Regions from separate parts of the Mus musculus genome. Here region 2 is linked to region 1. Evidence: chromatin contacts called from public promoter capture Hi-C data. All regions are on one chromosome and are shown on one strand. Each heading gives the region's core, a stretch centred on a gene start, on an enhancer-like site or on the middle of the called end of the contact. The rest is flanking DNA. Distances are from core to core; before and after follow the strand shown.

The links. Capture Hi-C pulls out chosen DNA fragments and counts their contacts.
Region 2: a promoter capture Hi-C map of liver shows a contact between it and region 1, with 4 times the contacts expected there. The contact joins the promoter of Ccni here to the promoter of Cxcl1 in region 1. A contact is called at or near these places in 2 of 9 other capture datasets (adipose tissue and liver).

The regions. Positions count from the first base shown.
Region 1 is chr5:90,887,119-90,893,581 of GRCm38.p6, reverse strand. It overlaps Cxcl1 (chemokine (C-X-C motif) ligand 1), which reads right to left and starts at 2,337. Exons shown (of 4, transcript NM_008176.3): 1 at 2,202-2,337; 2 at 1,989-2,112; 3 at 1,793-1,873; 4 at 461-1,074. The coding sequence starts at 2,271. The coding sequence ends at 1,059.
Region 2 is chr5:93,203,198-93,209,660 of GRCm38.p6, reverse strand. It overlaps Ccni (cyclin I), which reads left to right and starts at 3,166. Exons shown (of 7, transcript NM_017367.3): 1 at 3,166-3,747. 2010109A12Rik (RIKEN cDNA 2010109A12 gene) reads right to left here and starts at 3,143. Exons shown (of 3, transcript NM_029363.1): 1 at 2,938-3,143; 2 at 1,467-1,562. The coding sequence starts at 2,981.

The DNA.
Region 1 (6,463 bases), core at 1,088-3,587:
TTTCAGAGCCAGGTGTATCCACTCTGCATAACTGTAATCCTGGCGTGCAGGGAGCCTGCAGAGGAAGGACTGAGAGTTCAAAGCCAGTCTAGACAGCTTTGCACGACCCCTCTATCCCGTTCAAGTCCTAACCAGGCCCGATCCTGCTTAGCTTCTGAGATAAGAGGAGATCGAGCTCGTTCAGGGTGGTCTGGCCGTAGACAATCCCTCTCTCAAAATTAAACAATAATAACAGCAAAGGTATTTTTTTAAAAAAAGGAACTTTTTTTTGAGTAAAAAAATTGGTCAGTGTAGAGCTAGAAATTATCAAGAAAGTTGGGGAATCATAGAATGTGTTTTTCAGGGGTAGCAATTGCTCCTCCTCAAGTATGCAAGTCATAAGAAATTCCAGCCATCATAGGTACAAGATTAACTACAAACCACCATGTCAAGAAGAATAAGACAAAAAGCACCCATGTTATTTTTTTTAATAAAACTTTTATTTTTACTTCATTTGTAACAGTCCTTTGAACGTCTCTGTCCCGAGCGAGACGAGACCAGGAGAAACAGGGTTAAAGAATGTAAAAGGGCATTATGCCCTACCAACTAGACACAAAATGTCCAAGGGAAGCGTCAACACGTGCGTGTTGACCATACAATATGAAAGACGACTTTCAATAAATAACTGACATTCTTTTCAAGACATACAAACACAGCCTCCCACACATGTCCTCACCCTAATACATACAAAACATAATACTAAACTCTATCTCTCTGCACTTCTTTTCGCACAACACCCTTCTACTAGCACAGTGGTTGACACTTAGTGGTCTCCCAATAAATATTAGTTTAATGAAATATTTTAAGCCTACCCATCTTTAAACTGAACAAGCAGAACTGAACTACCATCGATGAAATGTATCCACACTGTTAAATATTAATGTAAAATAAAAACCACACACTTTGTGGAATAAATAAATACATAAATAAATAGGACCCTCAAAAGAAATTGTATAGTGTTGTCAGAAGCCAGCGTTCACCAGACAGGTGCCATCAGAGCAGTCTGTCTTCTTTCTCCGTTACTTGGGGACACCTCTGCAATCAGAAAAGAGTCATTGTTACAAATAGTCATCAAAGCCTTTCTTCTTTTATTCCAGCCCCTGAGGCTCCAGATGGGCTTTCTACATGTCTACACTTGCACCCAGAGTTCTGTACTGTCGGTTCCTGTGGAGTCAATCACTTGACTTGGAAAACAAAAACAAACAAAAACAAAAACAAACAAACAAAAACCTACTTCAGCATGGGTTAATTTACAAGTGTGACTTTAATCCTCTCTCACTCACAACTCTGTGATATAGCTGCTATTATCTCCCCTACTTGGCTTAAATTCAATAAATTATGTAACATTCACAGAGACCTTAGCCTTGAACTCAGGGAAATCTCACTGGCAAAAGAAGGCTCGGGCATGCTTTGCCAGCCCCTAAGGAGACTTTTAAAGGCTATTGGCGACTTCTCCATCTTTTAGGAACTGTTGCCACTGACCATTTGCATAGGGGTTTTGAGTGTGGTAATAATTATACACAATAGTAATTGTGTAATATACAATAGTAATTGTGTCCAAGAGGACACAATTCTCTAGCATCAGAACCAATTAATGATCTCAAATTAAGGTCAATTACCAAAATAATAACCACAACTTTCCGACCTCCTGATAAACACAGACTTTCCTTGATAGAATTAACGTTCAGGGGTCATATGCCAGTACTCCCACCCTTGACTCTAGTCTCGGGTACAAACACAAGTCACAACTCACTTTAGCATCTTTTGGACAATTTTCTGAACCAAGGGAGCTTCAGGGTCAAGGCAAGCCTCGCGACCATTCTTGAGTGTGGCTCTGCAGAGAGAAGGATAGACCCACATGTTAGGCATTCCCACTAGGAGAAGTGTGGGGGCGCGGGAGGGTTTGGGCGAGTCTGGAAGTGGCAGAAGCTAACCGGGAAGATACTCACATGACTTCGGTTTGGGTGCAGTGGGGCCCTGAGGGCAACACCTTCAAGCTCTGGATGTTCTTGAGGTGAATCCCAGCCATGGTCTGCAGGCACTGACAGCGCAGCTCATTGGCGATAGGCGCCCCTATGGGAGAAGACTCTTGGTCAGCGGGACTGTGGGAGGCTGCGCTCACCAGAGGTCCCTCCTCCCCCAGTGGCAGTGGCGAGACCTACCTGTGGCCAGGCGGCTGGTGGCCAGCAGCAGCAGCGCTGCACAGAGAAGCGAGCGGGTGGCTGGGATCATGGTGCTGTGTTGGAGTGTGGCTGGAGTCTGGAGTGCTGGAACTGGTTAGAGGCTCTGAGTCCTGTTGTGGAGCTCTAGGGCTCCCGCGAGCCCCTTTTATGCTCGAAACTCCAGAGCTCCGGGCCAGGGAAATTCCCGGAGTACAGGGTGTTTCCCTGCAACCGGAAAGGACATCGCTCCTCCCCCTTGCTCCACTCCCAAGGATTAGACTCTGGGATTTTTGCTTTTTGCCCCAAAGTCCCAAAGGGGAGGGAGTGACGTGCTTCGCTGGACAAGTGACGGCTGGGGGGTTGGGGGGGGGAGGAGTAGTGAGACTTCAGAGTCTCCAGTGCTCAGGGCGAGGTGGGTCACACGCGTTATGTGCACGTGGGCGCCACGCCACCTAGGATTCCACTTGGTGTACTACAGTGATTTGCGGGGATGGAAGCTTGTCTTGTTTTTTGAGTGTGGCAGATTAACGCATTCTTTAAAAAGACATCTACCCTCTCTTATCCCACGTGAGGTGGTTTGCTTTTGCCAACTGTTTTTGTGGTAAATCACAGTTGGTGGTTTGTATCAGGGAGGCATGTGAAGAGGGTGAGGAGAAAGATCACTGTCAAGGTTAGGTCCCTGTTTATTTTAGAATGCTGTAGCAATCTCCTCTTTGTTTTTTGAGCTTGGGAACTTCCCGAAAGTCCGAACTCCCGGTGTGGTTCCTGAAGCATCCCTACCCTGCTGTATAGCAGGTCATATTTTGTTTTGACTAAGGAAAGTCCACGGGAAAGCTGTGGGTTTTTTTCTGGGCTGAGGAGGGGGTTCCTAGATATAAAAGGCCACAGATGTCACAAGCACCAGTCTAACAGCAAAGGGCTATGGCTTTATATAACTATTAGTCTACTTGTACAACTATTTTCATGCTATCTGAATCTATCTGTATTGTAAAACTGAGTCTTTGAATATTATTATTATTATTATTATTATTATTATTATTATTATTAATTACTACTCAGGGTTACCTAGAACTAGCTATTGAACTTCCAAGCCTTCTCCTCCCACCTTCCAAGTGCTTCTTAGACTCAGGAGCCAATACACCAGACTTAGATAATTACTGACATATTTGTTGCTCTCTATTTAAACAATTTCAGAATCTGCCTGAATGCAGTCTTAGGTCTCCAGATTGTTGTCGTTATTGTTGTTTGTTTGTTTGTGTTTGTTTTTGTCATTGTTGGTATTTGAATGTAGATCCTAGCTGAACATCCATTGATTCTATGTCTCTGTGAGGGAGAACTGGAGCTATCATGTAAGAAACCCTTGGTCTGGGTGTACTCTACATGTGGAGCTACAGAGGCAGCCTGACTATTAGGATTAAAACTTCAGCTTCAACGAGTCCCCACGCAATGGTCACTGGCAATCTCTCCAACCTCAAGTATGTTTCTCATCTGTAAAAGAAAGCCAATAGTAGCATTTGCTTCACAGAGCTGATATACTAAGATGAAATGTGCTAGCATCCGGGTGCTATTTAAGCATTTTGCAAATAGCTACCAAATAAAGGAAGAGACGTGGTACTCTACAACTTTATTGGCAACAAATTGAATGATCATAAAGGTGGGGTACTCAGATTAGGATTAATGCCCCATGAGAGTTCAGAGGTCATCTGTGCTGAGTCTTACTCCCTTCTTCCCTGAGGTCTCTGCAAGGAAATGGTAGCCATCTGCACAGGAGAGTCCTTCACCAAGCACTACACCTGTTTCCAAACTTCCTAAGATTAGCTGTTTTGAAGGGTACCGTGATAAGAGAATTCCTCCTTGTTTTACTATAGCTGGATGCCGCTGATATATACAAGCTGCAAATCACAGAACAACCTACTGGAGTCATGTCTTAAAAATAGAAGCTCACTAGGGCTGGAGGAATGGCTCAGCAGCTAAGAGCATGTTCTGTTCTTGCAAAAGAGGTAAGTTCAATTATCAGGCAATTCCCAATCATCTGTAATTCCAGCTCCAGGGACAGCTAACGCCTGATGCCTCAGCCGGCCCCTGTACTAACATATGCGCATCCACACTCAAGTGGATGAGTGAATGTACACAGTCAATGTAAAACATTTCCAATCTTTATTAAGTCTCAAAAATGTCCCTCATAGAACTAATATAAAAATACAACCACTTAACATCTGTAAAGTATCCTTCAAGTAAAAGTTACTGAAAGTAATGTTAACTAAAGCAAACCAGTAAGATATGAAATTATTGAAACTAAAAAATAACATTTTATACATTCCATTCAGTAAAAGGAAAGGCATAAATACAGAACGTACAATAGTGGTTGCCCAGGAGAAAGGGATTTAGAAATTTATTATTATTGTTTGTATGTGTGTGCATGTGTGTTGGATGTATGTGGAGGGTGCATGTGGAAACAGTGGTTGACACTGGGATGTTTATCTTGATTGCTTTCCAGCTTGATTTGGAGTCAGGGCTCCCCATTAACCTCACAGCTTTGGATAGACTGGCTGGCTGCCGAACCCTGGCATCTGCCCGTCTATCCAGGCCTCCACAGTGCTGTGATCATAGAGACATGCATTCAGTCACTCCTCATCGTTATTTTGGTGCTGGACACGTGAATTTAGGTCTCAATGCTTGGACAGCAAGTATTTTACCCACTGAACCATCTTTCCAGCCATGGAAGTTATCAAACAGACGTAGGGTTTCCATTTATATGATGAAGGCATTTTGGAAATGGATGGCAGTGATGGTTGCACAAGACTATACAAATATCATCAAGATGTACATTTTTTGTGATAAATTTTATGGCTCTTTTGTCATGATAAAAATTAAACAGAGTAAATAAAATGAATAAGTAGTAAATAAATCTGTTGAGGTTAATGGGTTTTATTGATTTTTTTTACTTAGCACATGAGTTACGGGGAGTTAAATTTTTTAATATAAGAAACAATATCCATGGAGATGCTGCGGATACAGGGAGGTGAGCTTAGGAACTGTCACGCTGAAGAAGGAAAGTAGGTTTACTTTACTGAGGAATCAAGTCCAGTGAAAGAGCTGTGTGCTCCAGAGGATGGATTTCTGGTTAGGATTTGAGAAAACAATGTTGAAGGTCCAAAGGTAGTGGACATTAATGGACCAAAGGATTGCAAGACCTGGGAAGGCCCCACTAGGATCAGAAGGCATCACATACCGTTTCATAAAAAAAAAATTATCAATTTACACAATTCCATTTACAATAAATAGTATTGTATAATTTGAGGATAGAAACAGGATAAAGTTAGTGAGGATGGAAACCTTAAGCCATAGAGAGGACAACTTAGAAATGATTCCCCACAATAGAGGAAAATGGCAATGCCCCAAGAAATTATTAATTCTCTATGTCGAATGCATTTATTATAAACTCGAAGTTCAACAGCCAGAAGGCCAAAGGTCATGGGTAAAAGTTTGGGCAAAGGGCTTGCTTATGTCTGTGTTCTTAGATGTGGCACGTTCTAGAGAGAATGATGTCCTCAGTGGGGCTCTTCTTGAAGACTGAGCTCATGAATCCTCTAACGGTTCTGAAATGGAGGAGGTTAAAAGCCGTGAGAACAGGTAGGAAAGCCAGTTGGTTAGAAAAGAGGACTCACTCATGGACTATATAGAAGTCCCGCATGTAACAGGTAGATATAAAAACCCAGGCACTATTGTAGATGCCAACAGGAGCTTGCTGACCAGGAGCCTGATACAGCTGTCTCCTGAGAGGCTCTGCCAGGGCCTGACAAATACAGAAGTGGATGCTCACAGCCATCCATTGGATGAAGCACAGGGAGCTAGAGAAAGTACCCAAGGAGCTGAAGAGGTTTGCAGCCCGATAAGAGGAACAACAATATGAACTAACCAGTACCCCCAGAGCTCCCAGGGACTAAACCACCAATCAAAGAAAACACAGGGAGGGACTCATGGCTCTAGCTGCATATGTAGCAGAGGATGGCCTAGTCGGTCATCAATGAGAGCAAAGGCCCTTGGTCCTGTGAAGGCTCTATGACCCAGAGTAGGAGACTGCCAGGGCCAGAAAGTGGGAGTGGGTGAGTTGGTGAGCAGGGGGAGGGGGGAGGGGATAGGAGATTTTCGGAGGGGAAACGAGGAAAGGGGATAACATTTGAAATGTAAATAAAGAAAATATCTCATAAAAAAATAGGTAGGTATAAAACCAAATAATGCGTTCAGGGTACTCTGCAATT
Region 2 (6,463 bases), core at 1,917-4,416, 2.3 Mb before region 1:
CTGAAAGTACAGGCAAGTGTGGAGTAGGTCAAGCTGGGGTTGAGTCCTAGCTGTGTCTTTCTGTGTGGTCAACCTTAGACATCTACTGTCTTCCACTGCACAGGGGCAGCAAAAATACCTACTGTATAGAGTGATTTCAGGATTTAAAAAAAAAAAATGATGCGCTTATTGCCACAACTACTACATCATGAGCCATAGTCTCAAAGTCCATGTAGAAGGGTACTCTAAAAACTTATTATTTGGGAGCCATTCCTAATCAATACATTTGTCTTTATAAGACTTCTTTTCTCAGGGGACTTTATAACTTTCTACTGTGCAACAGTGCTTCATGTAAAATACAGTTATCAAGCAAGAAAAGATCCCGAACCAATGTTTAACGAATGAGTGGTGGTGGGTTGAGAGATGGTTCGGGGGTTGAGAGCTCTGGATGCTCTTCCAGATGACCTGGGTTCAATTCCCAGCACCCGCATGGCAGCTCCCAACAGTGCATAAATACCAGGGATCCAAACACATGCAGGATGTCTAGACAACACATGCTGTAGAACAGAACACCCATTCACATAAAATAAAAGGTTAAATTTTTTTAAAATAGTGAAGAATATATTTTTCTTTAGACAACTGACACTGGTTTCTAGAAGACACACCATCACAGAAGGCCTATTTCAGGGAATGTCCCAAATACACAGGTCTACGGAGGAAGGAACTCACATGGCTTTGGGCTGGGGTGGGCACAGCACTGGCAGGTGATTCGGGAAGGATGCTAGGTTTATTTTCAAGGTGATGAAAATGTTCTGAAATGGATTGTGATGATGAGTGCTCAGCGAGGTGAACCACATGCTTTAAATGGATAGTTTACGTGTCAATAAAGCTGCTACTGGGAAAAATGGGAAAAGAGTCATCTAGTATCTCCATGCGTAACCTCCTTTGAGGTTATTTCTGCATCCAGCAGGACTTACATTCTTATGGCTTTTGATGACTATTTTGCCAAGTTGTTTGATATAAGAGTTAAGCCAATGAAACATAACCAGGAGTATTTAAGAGCTCTCACTTAATTATAAACTTTTTTTTTGAAGTTCATGAATGCTAGTGGCCATTTAATCCACGGTAAGATATGGAGATATACACGTAACACCAGGCAGCTGAGAAACCACTTTCTGTTGCTTTATCTTTTACCTCTTATGAACAATGCTTCTGTGACCATCCACATAGAACTTCTTTTTAAGAATGCATATTTTATTTTTAATTATGTGTATATATGTGCATGGGAGCTATGCACCTGCGTACTGCAGGTCCCGATGGAGTTCAGAAGAGGGGATCAGATGACTAGGAGTGAATCACTGTGAGCCACTGTAACTTGGGTCTTGTACTTGCCCTTAACTAATGAATCATCTATCCAGCTCCCATATATATGAATTCACACACACACACACATACACACGGCCACTACTGCTGTGCTACACTCTTACCCAGTCTTCCTTGAAGAAATGAGAGGCAGAAACGATTCCACGGTGTCACAATAGTTGTGCCACGATAAGTTATGCAGAAAGGCCATACTCTTGAGACTTTTATCCAGGAAAAAAAAATGTTGGTCATATTAAAAAAAAAAAAAAGAACGTGTAACAATACAGAAAAAGACTAGATGGGGGTGGGAAATGCAGGCACACGTAGAACCTACTTAAAACCCTCCAGTGCTTCCTGAGCCCCGCTGTGCCCTATAGAATCCTCTCTGACCTCAGCTTTCTGCCCCTTGAGTCTCAGAGGCAATGTAAGCTTCAGTGCTTTCCATATGTTGCTTCCTGTGCCTATATTTTTCTTTGCCCAGTGGTTTCAAGACTCATCTTAAATGTCACTTCCTCAGAGAAACCTTTACTGAGAGCCCAGAGCAGGTTAAAGGCGTTTCCACACTGGTCTGAAATTTTCCATCTTAATCCTTCTGCTACTGACACTTGTTTATGAGGTCAGAAATCAAATACTGAGAGCCTTTCACATACAGAAATGCAGTATAAAACAAACTATACAAGATCCAGGCCATCCATGAGTTCATATGGGGAGGGGATGGCTATAGAGTAAAACAGTCTTTTGGGTAATTTCATACAGTGATCAATGGGTATCTCTGTGCCTGAGTTGCAAACTCCTTGAAGACAGGAGCCTTTTGTTTTCAAGCTAATTCCAGTTCTGTAAAAACCTGATCGGGTTTTTTTTTTGTTTTTGTTTTTGTTTTTTTCCAGTGATGTAAAATGAATGCTTGACTAGGTAAATGGTTAAGTTCCAGGTCTCCCCTTCTTCCCAAAGCTATCTGCATTCTTTTCATAAGTAGAACCATTGTAAGATTTGCAAAATTTACCAACTGGAGTAAAAAGTACTCAAGTAAATAAAACACATTTAGTTCACATTCGTTAAGGACCTAGTTAGTGATAAACAGGACCCTGAAATACTAGACATACTGGCTCATGACTAGAATTCCATTGGCGCACAGCCAAGCCGTCAGTAGTCTAATCCACTGTTTTTACAAGTAGCCTTAAGCACGCAGGATATGATCCCCTTAATTTTCTTAATTCTAAAGTGCTTCAGTCTCCCATCACCCACAGGATGGTTAAAAAGATGCATGTCCTTACTCACTAATAGGAACGGGACAACATAATTTTGCGTAAGGTCAACAAAGAATGTGATCTTTACACAAAAGATCTCCATCCACGTCTAATAAATTCGTTCAGGAGGGCTAAGGACAAGTTGGGCTGGGAAACACTGGGAGACTCTAGGTTGGGCGCAGGCGCTCACCCAGAAACCCTTCCCTGAGGCTAGGCTCCTTTCTTTCCAGAGGCGCATGCGCAGCACACTCTCCGGCCACTGCACGCCTCCTCGGCTAACAAGCCTCTTACGTCACCGAACAGGCGGCGGGGGTTCTTCCGCGCGCCCGAGGAAAAAGAGTCCGCGCACCTTTCCTTCTCTTTGTGCACACAAAATGCACTTTCCCTTTTCATCCCAGTCCCAGCGCCTTCCCCAGGTCGTCTCCGGAAGCTCGTCTTTGTTCAAACTCTCCTGTGCGTCCATAAGACACGGAAGTTCGTCTTTGTTCAAACTCTCCTATGCGTCCGTGGGACACCGGAGGTGGCCAGGAAGAGACGAGAACACTGGCGTTGTTTACAGACACGCGCGGCCGAAATCAGTCCGCGAGGGCGGGGCTAGGCGGCCGGCGCTTTTTCGTACGCTCCTCCCTCCCCAGCCTTCCCCCGCGAGCGGACGCGCCAGCGCCTCTGTCTCGCTTTTTCTTATTTTCTCCCCCTTTCCCCTTCCTTTTCTTTTCTTTTTTCCCCTTCCCCCCTTCCACCATTTCCCCTCGGAGGCGTTTCCCTCGGGCAGGGGCAGAGCCGGCCTCACCCCGCGCCTCTCCCCGGCCCCCGCCGCCCTATGGCGAGAGGGCGCCCCCTCCTCACCCGGGCACCAGCGGCGGCGGTCGGAGGAGCGGGACCGGCGGCGGCGGCCTCGGGCCCAGGGTCATCATGGAACTAGTTCGCTGAGTGACCCCTCGGCCGCAGCCGTGCGTCCCGCCCGAGTACCCGCGCCCGCCGGCCCGGTTTGCCCTCTTCTCCCTCCTCAGACGGCCCGGCCCTGGTCCCGCGCGCCCCGCTGCCGCGCGCCGAGGATCATGAGGTGGTAACGGGCCCCCGGATGACCCCGCGTCACCACTGTGAGGCCTACAGCTCTGCCGGGGAGGAGGAGGAGGAGGAAGAGGAGGAGAAGAAGAAGGTGAGGGCGGGGGCGCGGCGCGGTCGCCGTGCGCGCCGCTGGAGTGGGAGCTCGCGGGGGCGCGCGCCGCTCCCCCGAGGACCGGTCCCCTCGGCGAACCTTTCCTGGGCACCTCGGGGACCCCCTCGCCGTCTCTGGCAGCGCTGCGTGGGTTTCCTTTGAGCCCGGCCTTTTTTTCTTTTTTTTTTTTTTTTTTGGTCCCCAAGTAACTTGTAGCCACAGCCCGTCACCGACTGGGGTGCCAGTTCCAGGCTCCGCGAGCCAGTGCTAATAAAGAAGGTGACACACCCCCACCCACAGAAGCCACCGATCCCTCGTGACCACCGAACATAATTTACCGGGCAGAGTATTGTGAATGTCAAGCCAATAGTTATCTTCCTCTGCCCTACCCCCCCCCCCCCCCGCCACCCACACACCGCGCGCGGGAGTGTAACGTCGTCTAGGGCTTGGGCCGGTGGAGGAAACTAGAGAGGTGAGGGAACTGAGTTGCATCATAAAGGACAGAAAAATGCCGAATTTTGCAAGAGCTAAATGCTCTCTGCAGAGTTAGCCTGCTCCACCGCAGGTCATTTAGGCAGAAGTTGAACATTGTGTAGTAAATTCGTGGAAAGTGTGAGGTAAATAGATCAACGAGGTAAATGGATCAACTGAAGGTCTTAGAATAGCAAAGTAAAATACTTACGTTTCACTTTGTCAGTGAAGAGCCATTGAGTGTTTGAACAGCAGCCTGGTAAACCTAGAAACTTTCTGGACAGCTAGGGATGGAGACATACACACACATACATATATGTATGTACCCTGTCTTAAAAGGGGTTAAAAAAAGGGTTAGGTTAAAAGCCAAGAGTATTTGTTTATTCTGGTCAAGTAATTCTTAAAAATTAAGAGTATTCAACCTACCTGTGTGTTTGTTCATCTTTTAAATGGATTTAGTAATTCCACCATCATAGGGTTAAACAAGGATTACTTAGAGTAATATGAACAATAGCTAGCCAAGTAGTAGCAAAGCATTGAGGGCTATTGATAAGCACCTGACAAGGGTAAGCTGTGATTTGGGGGGCAGGGAGGTACAGTGCTAAAGTTTGGAAACTGTTAGTGGTAAAGATACTCATGATTAGTTGAGAAAGCAGGTCTAGCAATGGTCATGACAGTAATTACATACAAAGGCAGGATTATGTCCAAGTATGGATACAGAAAGGCAGGGTAGTGTGTTTCTGCACAATTCTAGACGGTGATGTGGGATCGCCTATGACCCGGTATTGCTGGTTCATAAAGTCAAGGAGGGAATAGTAGCTACAAAAACCTTAAAGGCTCACATTGATCTTCTCTGTTCAGAAAAGGAAGGAAGGACCAGAAGTCAACAGTCAGTACAGGATTATTAATAGAGTTGGCATTGTGATCACCATAATAGGATAATTATGTATTGATGAAGCTTGCTATTAATGTGGTTGTTTACCGGCATTGTGTTCCACTCTTAAGATCAGGGGGTCCTGGATGTATGTTGGTAGTACAGTTTGATGTAAGGTAAGCATTATGCTAGCTTGTTAATGCAAAATCTAAGCCTTTTAATAAGCATGAACAGTATAGAAGTATTTGAGACAATGGGAGGAATATGTAAAGCTATTTTAAATGTTAAGGAAAATTTAAAGTTTAACAGTTCATTTAGAATATGCCAAGCAAAAATCAAATTGAGCACCCTAAATTTGTGGAAAGTAATTTCATAAGTTCACAAGTGAAAAATTATTTTTAAATTATAGAAAATTATCTGGCATATATATAGGTATATATGGATTTCATATTTATATTGGATTCCCTTCTAATTATGTATATGTAAATATTCTAAAACCACACATACAATATATGAAAAAATTGGACACATTATATAAGGGATGCCCAACCTCTATAGCCCTTTTGTTTTTAGAGACTAAAAAGATAATTCACATTTGTGCATGTAACTAATAGTGGGTAAAGATGAACAAGAAACAATAAAATTCTATCATTAAAATAAGAGTTGTCCTGAGAGGCTGAGGTGGGGCATTCAGGGCTGGCCTGGGCTACATAACAGGAAAGTTCTCATGACACTTTTAAGGGTTTATGTTAGCAAAATTCCTTATTCATTTAGCTTAAATCTCTTATATGTTAGAGGATAGACCTGTAAGTTTTCTGTAAAAGGAGCAAAAACTGAATTCCCTGCTACCTGTGAGCAGCTGTCTTAAAGGAGTGTAAAAATGTTTCTCCTACAATATTGACAAATAATTTACAACTTAATTCTATGCATATTTAAGTTTTTGCCCATTTTATAGTCTTGTGAATGTGGTGTATACTCCTGGACTCTGTACCCTATGGATAGGAGTGTTTCCATTCAGAATCACAGCACAGTTAAATTTAGTAAATGTAGTTCTGAGGCCTGCAGTCAGTACCTCTTTAGGTAATGCTCCTGAAAATTGCCTTGTTTTTATACAGGATCCAATTCAGTTAAAGCTGCATTTAAGCCTCAACTTCTTAATACTAATTCTCAATTGATTCAGTGTTTTTCCTCATCTTGTGTCAACAGCTAATTATTTGAAAAGCCCAGGCTGATAATAAATGTGATATGTAACCAAGGGTGACTTTGAACTTCTCATCCTCTTGTCTCTACCCAAATTGACAGGTGTGTGCACAAGGCCTGGTTTACAGTTCTGTTTGTTGTTGTTGGTTTTGTTTTGTTTTGTTTTGTTTT